Regions from separate parts of the Gossypium arboreum genome. Here region 1 is linked to region 2. Evidence: chromatin contacts called from public Hi-C data. All regions are on one chromosome and are shown on one strand. The core of a region is the stretch at or near the end of the contact, and the rest is flanking DNA. Distances in the headings are between cores, read along the strand shown. Region 1 has its middle 5.9 kb from the start of LOC108482873. Region 2 has its middle 11 kb from the start of LOC128295266.

Region 1 (7,408 bases), core at 2,151-4,650, 39 kb after region 2:
CCCATCTAATAAGAACCATCTTTCTTGCCCCGTTATAAGAACCCCAGATAAATTGTCTGGCAATTTACTCGATTTCTTCACAAAAACCTTTAGGAATCGTCATTGATTGCATGAAATAATTTGGAATTGCAAGCAAAATTAACTGAGCCAAAGTCACATTTCCAGATAGAGAAAGTTGTTTTATATCCCAACCAGAAAGTTTGTTTCGAACTTTATCCACAACAAACCATAGAGTATTAGTAGTGACCTTTTCATGTAAAAAGGGAACCCCTAGATAAGAACTCAGATTGTGCACCTTTTTGAAACTAAATAATCTACTTATGCAATCCTTTGCGGCATCGTCAACCCCATTCAAGAAGAAGATGTTGGTTTTCCACATATTGATTTTGTGACCCTAAACCTTACAAAAATTTTTGAGGACATCTTTGATGACTCTGGCTTGATATTCATCGGCTTACCCAAAAAGAATCAAATATCTGCAAAAAAGAGACGAGATAAAAATGGACTAGTACGAGCCAATCGAATAGGGGACCAATTGCCTGCATTTATGGCTGAGTGAATGTTATGACCTAGCCATTACATGCACAAGATGAAAATATAAAAGGATAACAGACATCCTTGGCGAACTCCTCTAGCCGGACAAGATTTTTGGGTTGGAACCCCATTCCACAAAACCTGTATGGTAGAAGTTGTGATAGCTGACATAATAACATTAAGGAGAAATGGAGGAATACCTGCAGCCTGAAAAGATGTTTCTATGAAATCCCAGTGGACTCTGTCATATGCATTCTCTAAGTCAATTTTAATAGCCATCTATCTCTTGTTCTTGTATTTGCTTTTTATGGAATAAATGACTTTTTACACAATAATAACATTATTCGTGATGTTTCTGCCAACTACAAAATTAGCCTGTTTAGGGCCAATTATCCGTGGAAAGACAATTTTAAACTGGTTTGAGATAATCTTCATGACCAGCTTGTAGAGAACAGAGCAAAGGCTGATTGGGCAAAAATAAGAGAAACATTCTGGGCTCTACTATTTGGCGATGAGGAAAAAAAGTGAATTATTAAGAACAAGATCAATGTTATCCCCAGGGAAAACTTTTCTAACCCAATTACAAAAAAAAGCTCCAACATGATCGCATTGGTTTTGATAGAGCAAAGCGTGATACCCATCACTGTTTGGAGGCTTTAAAGAAGCCATATCAAAGAGTGCAGACTTAATTTCCTCATCAAATAACAATTTATTCAAAAAAAAATCAGAATCCTTAAGGCGGGAAGGCAGTAGGTGGTAAAACAGGCATCAACCCTGGATATTCCCCATAGAGATTTCCATAAAAATTAATTGTATTTGTCTTCAACCTATCCTCATCCAAAATCCATTCCCCTAAGTCATTTTTTAAGGTTACAATTCTGTTCTTCTTTCTTCTTTGCAATGTACGAATATGGAAAAATTTAGTGTTGTGATCCCCTAAAATCAACCAATCACACCTTACTTTTTGAAGCCACAAAAGCTACTCATGATGTAAGACATTATCCAACTCTTCTTTGATTTCCATTTCCAACTGATGTAGAAATAGTGAATTAGAATTATCAAGCGCAGACTGAATGTTATTAAGCTTGTGAATTAAGTGATTCTTACGAGAAGTAATGTGACCATACACATCCTGATTCCAAATTTTTACTTTGTTTGTAAAATTAGATTGCATCTTTAAATGCTGGGTGTTCAACTCATCCCGTAAGAAATCTAAAAGGACACTCAGTAGAATAAAAATTAGACAGAAGATCCACTCGAAGAAGATGGTGATCAAATTTTAATTTAGGCAAGTGAGTTACTGTGCAATGAGGGAAATCTGAATTCCAAGGAATATTACAAATGACCTTATCCAACCTCTCAAACACTTCACCTCTTTGCCATATAAATTACAAGCCTTGAAAACCCAAATCAAGCAGTTCAAACTAGTCTATGAACTTTCAAAAAAAAAAAGGCACCTTCTCCCTAAGGTTTCCCCTATTTTTTTTCATTGGAAGAAAGAATGGCATTAAACTCACAAATTGCCAACCACGAGATCCTATCTCTTAGATTAAACTTTTTAAGGGCTTTCTAAAGATGTTTTCATTTCAGACTATTAGGAATTAATGATGATTTTTTGAGAACCTCTACACCAAGCGAGTTTCTCCATCCAATCTAGATGCCACCAAAAAGACTGATTGCCTCAACGTGTTCATTGTTATACTCATGGAAAAAGCGGGGGACGTCGGAACTAGCACAACCCTGACAATTCTAATAGAAAATTGTAAAATTCATAAATAAATAAAAAAAGGGTAAGAAAGAAAACCTCCTAGGAAATCTCTTCAAGCTTAACACCACTAATATGACCATCATGACATTTATCAAACTTATCAATTTCAACTACAGTTTGAGAGTTAATAATCGTAGCTAAGGCAGACATGGCTTTTGGGAGAGGAATATGAGAGTTTCTCGCTACTTTAAAACATCCCCTTGGTTACAGATGGTTTTGCTGAGGGTCTTCCCTCATTGAACATTTTTTCCTTGCCCCCCTAGGGTCATTACTTCTATTACTTGAAAGAGGAAATTTACAAACCAACAACTCTTTTGCCTTTGAAAAATTAAAAGAACAAGGGTTTGAATTTTCCCTAAAAGTAAGACAGAACACTTATTGGGGTCAAGGGATTTTGAATTCAAACCTACCATAAATTCAATTAGGCCTTCATAAATAAGATTGAAATGAATTAAATACTTACTAGAATTTTAATCATGGATTTTCGAAACAATCTTACTGTTATTAGCCTATTTTGAAAGCATCATCCCCTCCGAATTGTTGTCGTCTAAGAGAGGTGCTAGGTCAAGTGTGCCCCGATCACTTACAATCTTTTTTGACCTAGTAAAAACCTGTAAAAGCTCCGCTGAATTAATTTGCTTATGAAAATCGAATCCTATAGCAAGCTTGATGTTACCAACTGACAATTGCGACTTTGACCCTTTGAACCCCACGCCGCTTGATTGGTCCATTTGTCGGTCTCTTTTATTTTTTCCATTAGACAAACCAAAATTAGCTCTACAGTCTTAACACCTAGGTTATTTAAAAACTTTCCTTTATGTAAAACTATCTCTTCAAACCCTTGATATTTATCACTAAAATCGGTAGCCACATTATCCAACGTGTTTAAAGTATTAAAACGAGATTTGCCTGATTCCTTATTCGAGATTTTCAGCTTCTGATTTTGAATCTCTTTTCAGTTTCAGCACGATTTCTGTTCCACAATCATCTAGGGGCCAAAAGAATCACCTATCTCTACCGGAACAAATTCACCGACGACTGGACTAAAAACCTATTCCTTACCAGCAGTGGAGTTCAGATCTGGGCCATTATAAAGGCTGGCATCGTTAAGGTGACCATAACAACTATAAGAGAAGTAAATGGCTAGCAAAGACTCAATCTCAACCCTTTCAAGTTTTCCATTGGCAAGGATCTGTGAGACAAGTGGCTTCTCCAAATCGACAAAGGCAGCCATCCTTGCGAACTGTCCTGTTGTACCACTGTCCATTTTAATATCCAAGCGAACTGCTTTGCTTATCAAGCTACCAATTTCTTCTAAAACTTGTCATTTGTAGAGGAAGCCTGGTATACTCGAAAAATAGATCCACGCCAAAACCATGTTTGGAAATGGCTTCGATGGGATGAAATCAACCGTCCACGGTTGAACAGTAAGGTAATGGCCAAAAACAACCCATGGCCCTCGAGTCAACACCATATCGTAGTCGACTTTACTTTGAAACCTAATCAAGTAATACCCATTTTTGGCATCCATAAGTTGAAAAGGTTGAGAGGGCCCCCACAAATTGGATATCCGATTATGTAAAACCCCATAACTTATGTTTCATCCCAACAGCTTCACAACAATAGTGGTTTCCATGTTTTTAACAAGCCATTTCTTGATATGTTCAGAAAAATCGATAGTTGAAATCCCATTGACATTGGATCTTAAAATATCGCCCTCAACAAAGACCAAGTCCTCTTCATTGATAATACCAGACCAAGAGACCACGACCTTCGGACTCAGATCTACCACTATGTTTTCAATAGCATCCTTGGTTGTTTTTTTGAAATGAACTTTCTTTGTGATATGATCTTCATTGGAGTCCTCTCCACTATCTTCTCGATCATTGGATGAGATCAAAATTTTCGCTGACATTTCCATTCTTGAAAATATTCTTTTGTTTTTATTTTTTAAAAAATTAAAAAACCTTTTTAAATAAAAATATTTTTCTAATAATAAAAACATGAAAATGTCTTTGGTACTTATTTTTTTATAATACGAATTTTAGAAATAAAATCTAAAAATTATATTTATCCAGATTTGAATCAGAGTACCAAATTTAATATTTGAAAACTATTGAAAAAAAGAATATTTTTTTACATTTATATAAGTTTGAACTAGAATTAATTCATTTAAAGTAAAAAACCATTGTTTTTAACATTTTCAATTTTACAAACTATTTTTAGCTAGATTCTGTTTAATTTAAACATTTGTACATAGTGTTTTAACTTACCAGACCACATTTGCAAATATACTTATAGTTTCACTAATTCATTTCACATAGACCAAAACACTTCAAGTAACCCAAAATAGATAGAATTTCAAGAGTTTTCATTTTAGTCCCTAACACATGGAAACACATTTGGTCTACCTATGTACATGCCATTTTAATTAAAAATATGGTACCTACTCTTAAAGCTCTTGAGGATGTGATGAGATGAGAGATCTCCTAACCCGACTCTACCTCTTCGAGTCCAACTGTATCTACGCATTAAAATAAACGTGGTAAGCCGGTGAAGGCTTAATAAGCACTACAAGAATAAATAGGTAAATGAATCGTAACAAAATATTTTAAACTTATTCAATTAATACATATTTACACACATATAAGTTTCTTCAGTTATGCCTTACTTTAATAAAAATTAACTTACCTTTTTGTAAGTTATTAAACTTACTTTAACACATTGGTGATTCACTTTTGTTCACAACTCATATTCTTAGTCCAAAGTAAACTTTATGGAACACACCGGATATACGAAACAAATACAGAGGTTGTAACACCCCAAACCCTACCTAAACATTATGGTCGAATTTGGCGATGTCACATGAAGTAGAAGTTGAAAATGAGTTTGTCGAGTTAAATCGTTCCAGTTAATTAGCTTTATCTTAATTCAAAGTAAAACGCATATTCTTCATTATATCTAAAATCATATCTTTTTAGTGGAAGCTTTTAGAAACGTTTATTTTTGGAAAACTGTTCGTGTTGAAAGAAACCTTTGTTTTAGCAAAATCGAGTTTTTACCATTTAGCCGTTCTAAAACCATAAAGCAGTTAAGAATCCAAAGTAAAAATCCAGAACAGTCCAAAGTCCTAAAATTTACATCAAACCCCAAATAAGTCATAAAATCTAAAAATTTACGAGAATAGACTAAAATTTACGTGTGGCCACCGTTAAGTCCTCCGTTGCGCGGATCTGTCAAGTCTAGGGATTACTTGTACATATTAAACAGAAAAGGCTGAGTTTTCGCAAACTTAGTGTGTAATCCCCACAGAAAACATGCATACAAAACACACCAGATTACAGTCAAACATAGGTTGGGCCTGAGCCCATTATAGATTCGATTTGGGCATTTGCCCAATCAGATACAATTTTACAATTATATTAGGGCCTTGGCCCATATCAGATACAGAATGCAATTACAGTAAATCAGAATCCTACCCACCAGCCTTTACACACCATCTCCGTCTAGCCCTACACACTATGTAAGGATTAAATCAACCCACCCAACCCTACACACTATGCTGTACCGAAATGTGGCACATAATCAGAAGTTTACAGCTGAATTGCCAGATAACAGGCTTAAAAACCTTTTAGATTCTTCCTCCAAATATTATCAACTCACCCTGATGCAATGCAACATACCATAAATGACATGCAAATATGCGAATAACAGAACATACATTCAGTTCAGTACAAATAACGTGCTCAGCCAGATACCATACAATCAGATCACATAATTAGGGGTCTAAGTAAAGCTTACAGACCCTACAGTAGGTCTATAGTAGACTTGGGCGACCCGTGCAACCTTACAGAATATTTTACAAAAATAGGCTCACACGCTCTTGTGGCTTGCCCATGTGGGCCCACACGCCCGTGCGGCCCGCACGGCTTAAATTGGCTTTGGCCGTGTGGATTACACGGCCTGGCCCGAAATTCCACACGCCCCTGTAGAGTATCCGTGTGGCCCACACCACCCAAGTCAGTCTAGCCCGTGTGTCGCATACGACCTATTTGGTCATCATACTACCGTATCATACACACACGGCCTGGCTCCTTGATCATACGCCCGTGTTTCATCATACGGCCTACCACACGGGCGACCATACACCCGTGTGGCATTGACAGAATGTTTTTTCGACTTTTTATCAAATCCCATTTTCTGCGTTTTGGGTACACACCTAGTGTCAATTCGCTGCAAAAACACTCTCGAGCACTCCAAGGCCTAAAATCAAGATACCCCACATCAATTTATGGATTTACAAGCAAATTCGACAACTAAGAATGAAAAAAAAATCATCTTACGTCTTACGATACCCTTCGTTAAATGATGCTAAAATACGAGATACGTGATTTACTACCCACCACCTCCTCCTAAGCCATTAACAGAAGAAGAAACACATTACTAACAATTGTTATCAGTCCACGATGGCAAAGACGAGGAAACTTACTGTAGTAGCGTGTTTAATTGATTTGAGCAATAGAGGTCCCGAAATAGAGAAGGAATGGAAGCACAAAGGGGAAGGAAACCAGCGATAATTTTGGACAAAGAGTCAAAAAAAGAAAGAATGAATAGGAAAAATTGGGGAAAATAGAAGGAAAACTGAAAACTGTGTTTTTGGGAAAGAGATAATTAGAATATTTTCTGATAATCACAGAATCTCAACTCCCCCCCCCCCCCCCACCAATTCCACTATCCCACTCCCATCAGAATTTCAATTTTACTCAAACACCTACACGGCATCGAGCAAAAATATTTGCCCTCACTCACACAGGGATTTGAACACATAACCTCTAGTAACTTAACACTCCTCTTAACCACCAGACCAGCAGGCCCATTCTAATATGATTCTACCAATAATTTAATATAAGCCCACTGCTCAAGCATAAGGCTTAATTTAGGAAAATACCAAAATTTCCCAAAGCTAAGGCTTGAACTTAGGACCTCTCAAACACCCTCAGAACACTTAGCCACTAAAGCAGATACACAATTATGTCACAATTCCACAAAATCGAAATACAAATTTTTAGGGCGTTACATAGGTGCATTATTATGCACTATTGAACA
Region 2 (7,562 bases), core at 351-2,850:
AAGCAACTTATTCCTAGATTTTAGGAACAAAGTACTTGACCAAGAAAAATAGAAACATGAACAACAAAGTGAACATAAACTACTGAGATGCACTATTTTTAACACCGTTCTCCTTTCATCTTTGGTCAATCCTCCCTTCTTTTCAAAAGAGTACATGATTTCATTGAAATCACCACAAACTAACCAAGAGAGGCTATTATCGCAATTGAGATTCTTCAAAAGTCCCAATGACTCATTCCTATTTTGCACGTATGGGGTTCAATAAAACCTTGTGTATCTCTACTGCTTCCCTTCATCAGTTTCAAGTAGATACACATCAATATGCCTAACAGAAAAACTCCGAAGTGTAACTGAAACATCACTTTTCCAAGCCAAACACATCCCCCCTCTTAAACCATTAGCAGCAACGTTAATACCATTTATAAAACCATATCTCCTATGAACTTTATCCATCTATGTCTTGTCAATTTTAGTCTCCATAAATAAGACCATCTGGGGATTGTATGTCTTTAGCGTGTGCCAAAATCGTCGCATAGCCCGTGGATTCCCCTAACCACTGACGTTCCAGCTTAATATTTTCATTATAACCGATCAGCTTGCCTTTTGACAGCCGTCGATAATAAAAGGTTTCTTTCCAACACTATCATATTCCTCACTACTAGAATTTCCAGCTCCTCTCTTGTCGTAAAAGTCTCACCCTCCCTTTTAGGCCTCTTTTTGCCATCTCCTCCTACCAGTACACCTTCTTTCGAGTCATAGTTCATTTCCGACTGGTCTTGGCCTTTTGACGAATTTCCTCCCACCCTAGGTGCAGATATCAAATTCCTTTCCAAATTAATGCCTAGCGTAGGATCAACATTGAGCCCAAAACTGGTTCTTTTTTTCTTATCCCAAATCCTTCTTTTTGAATCCCGATTAACATGGAAACTCTCTTTCTCCACCCCTTCCCCCCTCACGCAACCAGACACTATTCATCACCAACGCTCACCTAGACTGAGCTCTCAACAATAAATCCCATCCCATTTTAAATACCTCCACTCCTAACATCATTTTCCCCTCACAAAAAGAATCACTATAACCCATACAACTACATTAGAAATAAAACAATGTTAACCGTTCATATTTGAAGCTGATATACAAACAATTTCCCGAAAACATAACCTATTTCTTTCTCTTTAAAGTGCGTCGCACATCCAATTGCACCTTCACCCGTAAATAATTTCGAAAACCCTTCCCCAAATTTACCCCATCATACTCCAAAAACTTCCCAAGAAAGCCCCTTGATTGTTTTGTCAAAACTTCTGAGAAAAAACCCGAAGATACGTCATGGATCTGTACCATAATTTTTTCCAGAATTAGTGGTACTTTTAAGGGATCCTCACCCAACCTCAACGTGTGCAACATCAGTAAGTGGTTATTAAAAGTCCATGGTGAACCCTTAAGTACCTTTTCCATATCCATAATGTGAAAAAACTAAAACAAGAACCTTCTCTCCTTCAGATTTGATATCTGAACCCTTTTTATCGGATGCCATAGATTTGTCATTGTGCTCTGCATCGTCGGAAAATGAATAACACTAGCCATCAAGAAACACCCACCAAACAAAATTCAAGCTCATATTTTCCCAAATTCTAATCCCTTTGTGCCTGTAAGTTCTCGTCTTCTTCGTAGTCAAGTGTCAAACCAGCCAATTCTGTTTCCATGATCAAAATCAACACCACCCCAACGACTTACCAAAACCCTTTTTGAGAACCTAGACACCAAGAAACTGCTGCGACAAACACCACCAAGAAATCGAAGATAGAAAAGCAACAATCTAAACATGTGCCAGAGAGAGCAGGTAGTGAGGTGTTAGGGTAGCAGACTTTCCTATCTTAGTATACATATTTTTTAAAAAGTTTATTTACAATTTGTCAAAAAATATTTATTTTAATGTTTTTAGTATTTTTGATGTGTTATATATATTTAAAAATTATATAAAAAAATTAATACGGGCGAGTTGGGCCTGAGTTTTAATATTTTTATTCGGGTCGTGTTTGGGTAAAATTTTAGGCTTATTTTTTGAGTCGGGCCCTAGTAAATAGGCCTAAAATTTTAGTTGAGCTTGGCCCGGCCTATGAGCACCTCTAATCATGTTTACCATTAGTTGTTTTCATTTTCTTTTACATTATCTCTTATAATGGTTGGATTTTAATTTTGATTATGTAGTTTTCTAAGGTTTAATTTAGTTTTGGTTTGTGTTGAAATTTGATATTTAATTTCTATAATTTGATATATCGACACTATTTTTTACATTATAAGAAAATGGTTAAATTTAATTTTGATCCTCTATTATGTTTAAATTTAAGATTTAATTTTAATATTTTAATATCTAACATAATTTGATCCCTATATTTATAATGTTATTAATTAGTCAAAATAATTAATATTGTTGATTTACTCAGATAAAATTTTTATGTTGAATTAAAAAATATTATTTTTGGCATGATGAGTTTAAATAAATTTTTATTTTTAAATCATGGTCTTCTCTGAAACTATTAATAATACTAATTATTTGGACTAACTAATGACATGATTCCTTTTTTAATTTTTTAGTCATTATAAGATAATGGTAAAATTGAAGTTTCAAACTCTATTATGCTCACATTTGGAATTTAATTTTCATATTTTAATTTGACATAATTTGGTCCTCTATTTTTACAATGATATTAATTAGTCTAGATAATTAACATTCTTAACTATTGCAATTAAAATGATGATGTGAAATTTAAACATAACTATAGTTTGATCTAGAACAATCTATGCTTAGCGCAATTGTTGATCATTTGATTTAACAAAATTTTGATTTTTAAAAATGATTTTTTAATTTAATTTAATTTAATTGGTATAACTAATTATATGTTCACTTGAAACAAAGTGGGGAAATATGTTAACAATTAAGCCTGAATTTTAAAATTGAATAGTGAATGGGCTAAATTCTTAAAAATAAAAATATGAAGACTATATTCCAAATATACAAAAGTACAAGAATTTAAAGCATATTATAACATTAAAATCATTACTTTATAATTTAGCCTCAAAAAATTAACTCAATGTGGACTGTGGGTGGAACCGTACTAGTATATATAAAATGAAGGCCATCAAGCATTCTTTCTATTGACATGTATATAGAGGTGTGTATGGGCCGGGCCGGGTCGGGCTGAGGCAAAATTTTAGGCCCGTTTTCTAGGCTCGGCCCGAAATATGGGCCTAAAAATTTATCTAAGCCAAACTCGAAATAAAATTGTTAAGCCCGAGCTCGGCCTGGCCTGACCCATATTAATTTTTTAGATTATTTCATTAAATAAAAAATTATTTTATTAAATAAAAAATTTTAAAATATAATAAATTAAATATATTTAAAAACATAAAAATAAAATATTAAAACAAGAAACAAATAAAAAATGAGACAAACAATTCTTAAACCAATACACAAATTGAAAATATAATAAAAAGTAGTTATATTAAAATTGAAAATAAAATGTAAATATAATTAAAAATAAAAAATATATATTTAGTATATAATTAAGACATTTGGGCCAAAAAGGTTTACTGAGGTCCGCCCGCTTTTCTAAACGGCTTTTTTTTGTCGAAACCCATATTTCGGGCTTATATTTTTACCCGAACCCTCTCATTTTTCGGGTGGGCCTTTGGGCCGGGCCGGGTAGCCCTACCCATGCACATCTCTACATGTATATGATTTTCTCTCTCTCTCTCATCTCTTTAAATTATAGGAAAATGTTAAATTTTAGTTTTAGTCCTCTATTATATGTTTAAATCAGATTTAATCTTTATACTTTAATTTCTTTTATAATTTGGTCTCTATATTTATATAATGTTATTATTTAGTTCAAATAATTAATATTGTTAACATATTGATTAAAATGTTACGTGATTGATTATATATTATTTAAATGCCTTAAGGGTCCTAGACATTGACACTTACTTTGAGTTTGTCTTGCCTTTTTTGACATTATAAGACAACGATCAAATTTCAATTTTGGTCCCTATATTGCTAACTGTTTCAATTACAATGTTAACACTATTTTTTCTTAAAAACACTATTCTAGCAAAAAATTATTTTATTATGACGAGTTCAAATATGTGTTTTTAAGAAAAAAAATCCACATAAACATTTTTAATGTCATAATTATACATTAATAGTCAATTTACTTGGGATGTGGTTTAAACTGTCACAATTATATCGTTAAAAAAAGTTAAAATTTATAGTCACAGTAATGATTAATAATAATGACTACTAGATATGTTGTCACTATTACATTATTTCCTGAGAAAAAGAAATTGACATCAAATTTTAGCATTTTATTAGTGAGTAATTAGTAGTGGCTAATGGATTCGGTAACTGTTATACACTTAAAGTGACTATTTACTTGTGATGTAATTTAAACCATTACAATTACATCATTGCAAAAAGTAAATTTTATAGTGACAAAAAAATTATCGTCACAAAAATGATTAATGGGAGTGACTACTAGATATATTGTCACTATCATATCATTTCTCGGGAAAAAAGAACTTGGCGTCAATTTTTAACATTTAAAATAGTGATGAGTTGGTGGTGATCAATAGATTTGGTAACAATTATACACCTATAGCAATGATTTACTTGTGATATAATTTAAATTATCATAACTATTGTCATAATAGTGACAAAATATTAGTAAATCACATTTACTTACTTTATTGGTGTCACATGCACACAAATAATTAACTATTTGTGATGACATTTTTATTGTCACAATTATATCGCCAGTGAAAATGTCAATGGTTGTAGTGTATGATATGGTGTAAGAAAACTTTATATATTTGTATAATTAGCATCGACTTTATAATATTTGAGTTCATGATACAAATAGTTTGTAGCTTAAATTTTAAAAGTTTATATAAACTTAATTTGGAGAAAGACTTATATTAGATTATATTCCTTTTATAATACATAAATTAATTAAAAATAATATAAAATTTATAATATATAACATTTATAAATTGTCCAATAACTTTCATAACACTTTTCATAAATAATGTAATTTTTTGCCAAAGTTTTTAAATTTATTTTTATAAATAAGTTATGATAAAATTATAATATTTTTTATGAATAAATATATTATTTTTATAATATATAGCATGAGCACATAAATAAGTTATGCTTATACTTTTTGCCATAAATTTTATAAATAAATATATTATAACACTTTTATAAAATGTAATTTTTTATAATAAACTTTTGACATTAGAATTTTTTAGGATTTAAATAATATAAATTTTTTATAACTTTATAAAATACATATATTATTTTTATAACATATTTTTATCATAATTTTTATAATTTGTATAAAAATATTTTTAAAATTGAATTTAATTTAATTACCCGTGTAGTTACTCTAATTCTCATCTTTCCTAAAAGTTAAAATATTATAACCAAATCCAATTACTCACTATCCAAATAAACTTCAATATATTCCAATCCACTTAGATTAGATGTTTAACATAAAGAGAAAGAATATCGATAATAAATCTTCACAAATTCAGCCATTATCTTGTGATTAATGCAACTTCTATAGAAAGGCAAAAAGATGACTTCAAATTAGTTTAGAAGGATGAAACCTGATTTTCACCATTAATCTCAATTTCCGAAATACAACTCATATCAATTATCGAATAATATTTGACAGATGGAAGCATACGAATTATGCATAACACGTAGCTCACCAAGATAATCTCAATAAATCGGTTTTATTGTTGTTAATAATATTTCATTTTACTTTGCAGCACAAAAAATTTGATAAAATCACATTAAAAATGCCAACTAAAAATAAATACCCACAAATAAAATAGGAATGCGTGCATTAACAAATCTTAAAAACATAATGTATAATGTCGAATTTAGTTCTTAGCGTTTATATTGTTGTAGGCAAATTTTAACCCATTTACATCAAAATCCAATTTAGCCTTACTTAACCTACCAAAATTAAATTCAAAACCCAAAATCTTAACTACCCAAAGCCCAATTTATATCAAAACCCCAATGGCCCAAACCCTAAGCCCAAATCAAAATAAAAAACCTTAACCCACAATCTAAACTTTTCTCAACTAAATCCTAGCATTTGCCACCACCAACTCCACTAACCACACTTGCTCCACCGCCAACTCCACTAGCCACACTTGCTCTACTACCTACTCCACTAGCCACACTTGCTCCACCACCACTTGTACCTACAAATGAAGACATAAACAATAAAAAATATTTTGTAAATGGCTATATAAGTCTTCTCATATTTTGTATTTAGAGGAGGAAGAAGTCTTGGGGGAGAAAGTTATTGTAAAAGATTTTTAAGAGGTTTTTTGAGAGTAATCAAGGAGAAGAGTTATTGTAATGTAACGACCCGAATTTTACCGTTACCGAAAAAGTGTATTTTCGGGTCTCCGTTTCTGAAAAATGGGTTCGTAAATATTTATTAAAAATATTTACGAAGTCAATTGAGTGGTTAATTAGAGTTTAATTAAGTAAATTTAGTTTAATTAAGAGTAATTAGGAAAAATGACTAAATTGAATAAAGGATGAAAGTTGAATTGTAGATTAAAAGAAAATGAAGAGGACCAAAATGGCAATTATGCCATTTGTCCTAAGTGAGGCGGCATAAACATAAAAATCTGAGATTTTTTTTATGTGTTAAAATATATATTAAATTATTATTATATTATAGTATATTATATTATATATTATATTATATAAATAAGTAAAGAAACATAAGAAACAGAATAAAAGCAAACGAAACAGAGAAGAAACGGGGGAGAAAGAAAGAAAGAAAAAGAAAAAAGAAAATTTGGGTTTCAAGCCTCAAAGTTTAATTTGGTAAGTCAATTAAGTCATTTCTTCTTAAATTTTGATGTTTTAGAAGCTTTGGAACAAGACTTTGATGAAATTAAGTTGATATTTTGAGAGTTTATAGATTTCCAAGTATAGTTCATGTTGAATAAAATAGTGAATTAAGGGTTTAATTGAGTAAATTTCAAGGTAGAATTGATAATAGGATCAAATTGTAAAGTAAGTTATAAGTTTTATGTTGTAGGGACTAAATTGATGAAATTTTGAAATTAGGACAGTATGCTGGAAATTTAATATTTAAATGAGAGTATGGATGAAATTTGAATAGAAATAAAGTATGAATTAAGATAGAAAAGTAAGTGAATTTAGTTAGAATTAAATTGAAATTAAAGTAAATCAACATTTTGTACTAAGACTATTTTGGACAGCAGCAGTAGTCTAAGTTTGAAAAATCACCAAAATTGTAGAAATTGAATTAGAGGATGAATAAAATATGAAATTAAATATTATTGAGTCTAGTTTCTTATAGAAGAAACGATATAAGCAATTGAATTGTCAATTATGAGATATAATGAATTTTGTGAGACAAGGTCAGAATGAATTCGGGTTCCCCTGTTCTGATTTTGGAAAATCACCAAAAATTGAATAAAAATAATTAGAGGCTTAAAGTTATATG

Evidence for each region. Hi-C and Micro-C count contacts between places; a contact is called where the count stands out from the background.
Region 1: a contact with region 2 is called in a Hi-C map of leaf, with 2.0 times the contacts expected there. The contact joins two enhancer-like sites. A contact is called at or near these places in 2 of 5 Hi-C or Micro-C datasets (both in leaf).

The regions. Positions count from the first base shown.
Region 1 is chr7:89,106,456-89,113,863 of ASM2569848v2, forward strand. No RefSeq gene overlaps it. Among protein-coding and RNA genes, the nearest start is that of LOC108482873, 5.9 kb to the right of the region's middle. Within about 2 kb of position 3,401, at least 2 of the 2 cell types and tissues checked have an H3K27ac peak or open chromatin away from gene starts, as enhancers often do. A contact at or near this core is called in leaf, where this site is marked.
Region 2 is chr7:89,069,406-89,076,967 of ASM2569848v2, forward strand. No RefSeq gene overlaps it. Among protein-coding and RNA genes, the nearest start is that of LOC128295266, 11 kb to the right of the region's middle. Within about 2 kb of position 1,601, at least 2 of the 2 cell types and tissues checked have an H3K27ac peak or open chromatin away from gene starts, as enhancers often do. A contact at or near this core is called in leaf, where this site is marked.